Linked DNA regions of Mus musculus: region 1 is linked to region 2. The links are chromatin contacts, called in public Hi-C maps. All regions are on one chromosome and are shown on one strand. Each heading gives the region's core, a stretch centred on a gene start, on an enhancer-like site or on the middle of the called end of the contact. The rest is flanking DNA. Distances are from core to core; before and after follow the strand shown. Region 1 has its middle 34 kb from the start of Gm52717. Region 2 has its middle 91 kb from the start of Map3k7.

What was found. Hi-C and Micro-C count contacts between places; a contact is called where the count stands out from the background.
Region 1: a Hi-C map of natural killer cells shows a contact between it and region 2, with 5 times the contacts expected there. The contact joins two enhancer-like sites. A contact is called at or near these places in 1 of 15 datasets of contacts at CTCF or cohesin (CD8 T cells), 10 of 484 Hi-C or Micro-C datasets (B cells, CD4 T cells, CD8 T cells and 6 more) and 4 of 115 datasets of contacts at active chromatin or transcription factors (the 230-238 cell line, CD8 T cells, effector CD8 T cells and 1 more).

The regions. Positions count from the first base shown.
Region 1 is chr4:32,125,614-32,128,438 of GRCm38.p6, forward strand. No RefSeq gene overlaps it. Among named protein-coding and RNA genes, the nearest start is that of Gm52717, 34 kb to the right of the region's middle. Within about 2 kb of position 1,433, at least 22 of the 459 cell types and tissues checked have an H3K27ac peak or open chromatin away from gene starts, as enhancers often do. A contact at or near this core is called in CD8 T cells, Th1 cells, natural killer cells and 1 more, where this site is marked.
Region 2 is chr4:32,053,953-32,056,811 of GRCm38.p6, forward strand. No RefSeq gene overlaps it. Among named protein-coding and RNA genes, the nearest start is that of Map3k7, 91 kb to the left of the region's middle. Within about 2 kb of position 1,364, at least 122 of the 459 cell types and tissues checked have an H3K27ac peak or open chromatin away from gene starts, as enhancers often do. A contact at or near this core is called in CD8 T cells, Th1 cells, natural killer cells and 1 more, where this site is marked.

The DNA of each region.
Region 1 (2,825 bases), core at 183-2,682, 72 kb after region 2:
ACAAAGTTTGGAGCTAAGATGAAAGGATGGACTATCCAGAGACTAACCCACCCGGGGATCCATCCCATAATCAGCCACTAAACCCAGACACTATTGCATATGCCAGCAAGATTTTGATGAAGGGACCCTAGTATAGCTGTCTCGTATGAGGCTATGTCAGTGCCTGGCAAATAAGTGGATGCTCACAGTCATTTATAGGATGGAACACAGGCCCCCAATGGAGAAGCTAGAGAAAGTACCCAAGGAGCTGAAGGGGTCTGCAACCGTATAGGTGGAACAACAATATGAACTAACCAGTATCCCCAGAGCTCGTGTCTCTAGCTGCATATGTAGCAGAAGATGGCCTAGTTGGCCATCATTGGGAAGAGAGGCCCTTAGGTCTTGCAAACTTTATATGCCTCAGTACAGGGGAACGCCAGGGCCAAGAAGTGGGAGTGGATGGGTAGGGGAGCAAGGCGGGGGGAAGGGTATAGGGAACTTTTGGGATAGCATTTGAAATGTAAATAAAGAAAATAATAAAATAAAATAAAAGAAAGAAAGAAATAAGGAAAGCAAGCAGGTAAGCTAAGAATATGGTGTCTTGTCGTCAACAGAAATGAAAATGAAAGGCATTTGTTATGCTTCAGAAGTGTATAGCTGTTACTGGGATGGGGGCAGGGAGGACTCAGGTATGATTGTGAGCTTTAAACTCCAGAGGCTGGGGGGTGGAGCCATTTCCTGGGATGTGTGGATTGGGCAAAGGTGTACAGAGAGGCCTATTTTAATATTGTAGGCACATTGTCTTTGAGATAGATACTGGCTAGACTTCCAAATAGAGGTGTCAAGTGGGATGCCAGATGTGCGAGTCTGAAACTTCTGCATACCGTCAAGGCTACAGGTGATAATGTGTCAATCACAAGCCAATGAACGGTCTTTAAAGCCAGAGTCTCTAGCCACTGGCACAGAGTGTGAGTGAAAGAGAATAGGGGTTGTTCTGCCTGGCTTTCCACTGCTGCGATAAACACCAATATGGGAGGCAACTTGGGGAGGAAATGGTTTATTTCATCTTACATCTCACAATACATCACAGAGGGAAGTCAGAGCAGGAACTGAAGCAGGAACGTAAATCAGAGACCATGGAGGGATACTGCTTGCTGTCTTGCTCTCAGGCTCACTCTCGCTACCTATGCCAGCCAGGGTAGCAGTGTCCCACCCACGTGGCCTGGAGCCTCCCGTATCAACCATCAATCAAGAAAATGCCATGTAGGGCTGCCTGTAGGACAATCTGACGGAGGTCCCTTGACTGTGTCAAACTGACACACACACACAACTGTCATGAGTCAAGGATCTAGCCTTTCGGCACATCATGTTTGGAGGATTAGTACAGAGGAGGCAAAGTGAAACTACAAAGGTGTGAAGAGAGAAAAACCACACTGAGGAGTGAGCATGGGCAACGCCTGCCACCGAAACCGAGAAGAGAAACTAACAAATGATGCTGAGAGGTGGGGCGGATGCAGGGATGCAAGAAAAGGGATGGCTTTTCGCTTTGGCTACATGAAGGTCAGGAGGTCATTGATGAGCTCAGCAACAAACTTGAAATGACTACAGAGAGCATTAGAGCAAAATCGTGAGGGTAGCTGTGTCTAGCCGAATCTTTCTTCACTGACAAAGAGGGGTGGTGAGGTCAAGGGGTGTGCTCTATCTATGGTGAGGGTTTGATTTTTTGGTTTGGAATCTTCCATACTTGACCTACTTGTCACTCTGCTTCAGCAGGGACCATCTGTTATATTTGTTTTGTCTATGGTCCCACTACATTTTTTTTTAAATCTATGCATAACTCACACTCAGTAAAAATTTACTTTGGGAGAACATATAGGTCTAAATATTTATGTAATTTCAATCTAATAACTACTGCCCAGTCAAAGAATAGAGCAGTTCTACCACCTCAAGTCTTCCTCCTTCCTCTTGTCCTTCTTGTCCTACCAAGAATTTGTCTCCTGTCACTATAGTTTTGACATTGGTGTTCACATGATGAACCAGCCTTGGACCATGGCATACTGTTCATTTTATACAGTGCTGCATTTTGTTTGATTACATATAAACGTATGCACACACACATATGAATGTTTTGAATGTTTGAGTCAGGGTCTCAAGCATCCCAGCCTTGCCTGGACCTCACTATGTAGTAGAGAATGACCTTGAACTCCTGATTCTTCTGCCTCCACCTCCACAGAGCTGGGGTTAGGAATAGCATCTACCATGCCCAGCACGATGGTATTGCAGTCCCAGAAAGGCAAATACGTGGATATTAGCTGTTAAGTCACTGAGAATCAAACCACAATCCATATAACCACAGAGGATAGGTATAGAGTAAGGGGCTAGGCATGAGGGAGGGGGCAGTGTTAATGATAGATATCATTAGGAAAGAGAAATAGAATAGGTAGTTATGGATGAATGGGGGGCTGAAATGGGAGAATCAAGTGGGAAGCGGGAAGGAAGAGGAGGAGTAAGGGAAGGAACACAGGGAGGGGTGGTTAAAATTAAGGGCCTTTTGAGAGTAATATAAAACAGCTAATACAGTAGAAGCTTATATACATACATACATACATACATATGTACATACATATATATACATACACACACACACATATATACATATATATGTGTATATATACACTTCCATGAGTGTGTGTGTGTGTGTGTGTGTGTGTGTGTGTGTATGTGTGTACATGAAGTTGATCTACATGAAACTGCCAAATAATGAGGAGACATGGCCCTGGCCATCTCTTGTCACCAAATGAAACTTCCAGTATTGAGATTGAGTTACATCTAATTAAGTTTTTGGC
Region 2 (2,859 bases), core at 114-2,613:
AGAGCCTCCGCAGATAAGGAATATTTCCCTGAAATCAAGTGAAGGATTTTTTTCTTTAATTCATTTTTTTTACAGTCCATGTTTTATTCACCCTTCATCCCCCCTCCGACTGTTTCATATCCCACACCTCCTCCCCACTCCCATGTCTCCACATGAATGTCCCCATCCCCCACCCCACCTGACGTCTAAACTACAGTCTCTTGATGGTTAGGTGCATCATCTCTGAATGAACACAGACCCGGAAGTCCTCTGCTGTATGTGTGTTGAGGGCCTCATATTAGTAGGTGTATGCTGCCTGGCTGGTGGTTCAGTATCTGAGAGATCTCAGGGGTCCAGATTAATTGAGACTGCTAGTCTTCTTACAGGATCACCATTCTCCTACGCTTCTTTCAGCCTTCCCTAATTCAACAACAGGGGTCAGCAGCAACCCATTGGTTGGGTGCAAATATCTGCATCTGACTCTTTCAGCTGCTTGCTGGGTCTTTCAGAGGGCAGTCATGATAGGTCCCTTTTTATGAGCGCTCCACAGCCTCAGTAATAGTGTCAGGCCTTGGGATCTCCCCTTGAGCTGGATCCCACTTTGGGCCTGTCACTGGACCTTCTTTTCCTCAGGCTCCTCTCCATTTCCATCCCTGTAATTCTTTCAGACAGGAACAATTATGGGTCAGAGATGTGACTGTGGAATGGCAACCCCATCTTTCACTTGATGTCCTGTCTTCCTGCTGGAGGGGGGGCTCTATAAGTTTCCTCTCCCTACTGTCAGGCATTTCATCTAAGGTCCCTCCCTTTGAGTGCTGGGAGTCTCTCACTTCCCAGGTCTCTGGTATATTCTGGGGGGTCCCCCTAACCTCCTATTTCCTGAGGTTGCCTGTTTCCATTCTTTCTGCTAGCCCTCAGGACTCAAATGAGGGATTTTTAAACGTGATAGCAGGAGTTAAAAGGGAAGCAAGGGACATGCATTTACAAGTAAGTCAGAGACCAGAGGGCTGAGGACACAAAGATGTTACCTGGAGATAGTGAGTGGCCTCCTTCACGCTAGGCCAGCACGGAGCTACTGAGGCAACGCCGTTGCTTCTGCGGATTCCCGTGCTCCAAGAGAAACGGGGCTTTTTCCCTTCCCCAAAGACACTCTGCCAACTAGACCCCAACTGGACCGCCGGATGCGTAAACTGCCCCTGTTCTATGATTCTCATACAAATTTGTCAGTGATTTGCAGACACTATGAAGCAAAATTAGAGAATAATCATTAAAAGCTTCCGACAATATGCCTATCCATAAATTCTTCAAGAGGAAGATGAACCACCTTCACATAGCACGGCCCGGGACCTTACCGGCTCCAGCCATGCCTTCTCTAGCCACTAGATGGCAGTACAAGCACAGACTTTCAAAGGCCCTTTATTGACAGGGTAGCGACAGCCAGCGCTACTAATGAGGCTGGCTTTGTTTTTGTTTCTTTTTTGTCTTCCATAACTTCGGGTTTCTGGTGTCTGATTCGATGTTTTGGGCCACTTGGACTTTCCACTGCACTTCCAGCCCCTTCCAGAGGCTTCATCGTTTTGCTGGGGAGATAACACCGTGGAGCCTTCTGGGAAATTGACTATAGGGATTTGAGAAAAAAGCTTGACTTCCGGCACCCTGGATCAGTGGGTTCATTCTACGAGCTCCATCCAGGTCACCAGCATCCAAATCACTTCCCTGTCGGGACCAGATGTTCAAAGGAAAATCCCGATTCAGAAGTAGGGAATTTCCTAGAAGCGATTTTTAAAATGTATGTTTTTGTGTGTATGTACATCACATGTGTGTGCGTGACCATGGATAGCAAAAGAGGTTGCTAGCGTTTCTGGAACTGAAGATACAGGAGGTTTTGAGCAGCAAGGCACGAGTGCTGGGAACTAAATTAGAATCTCTCGGAAAAATGGGATTCCCCGGAAGAATAGCAAGCATTCTTCAGCAATGAGCCATTTCTCTCTCTCTCTAGGAGCAAAAATTTCCCCCAACTGGATCCTAAGAACCTTGTTCCAGAGGAGAACATCTCTGAGGGTAATTGAGCAAGCTACTCTGGGAACGTATGCCCCAAGCAGAGTTATAATTATTAGTATTATAAGTATTAGTACGTACTACATAAACAGTAAGTGCTGTGCCGAACTCTCTATGAAGATTACCTCATTCACTCAATAACAACTAGCGCTTGTTCCAAGCACTTGAATTTTAAACCGAGTCTGCCTGAGTGAAAACTGTTGTTGTCTCAATGCATACATATATAAAACACAGGACCCTGTGACAGAATCCTGTCCCTTGTGCCTACCGATCCTAAGTTCTAGTTCAGAATGCTTTGATGAAGTCCAAATGCAGGTATGCCTAGCCACGTCCACCAAACAGGAGTCTTCTATAAGTTCCAGTCCAGGGGACACTGGGTCAGATGGGGCCAGCCTGAAGACCAAGGAATTCAGTAATGGTTGGGCTCTGATCCCAAGTGAAGGTGTGTGTGTGCTCAGGGTGGGGTTGGGGTGGGGGTGGACGGGGTACTGTGCTCCAGATAAAGAGAAAGGGCTGGGAAAATCTGATCTCTGCACTCAGTTCTGACAACTCTGGTTCTCATCAGGGGAGTGGCCCTCCTCCTCAGTGCCTCTGGGTTGAGCCCTGCTTGCTTAGATCCTAGAATCCTTTGGAAGCTCAGATAGCATAAGCCTGCTGACGTTAGTCCCACTCGTGGAAATGTAGCCCAGAACTGCACATCTTCATCTGGGTTCGGTACCCACGTGCGTGCTCATGACTTGCTTCTACCAGTCTGTGTCAGAACAAGATGAGAGCACTGTGGGTAGGGGTTAGAGGAAACCCTTCCCTTTGAGAGTCCGTCTT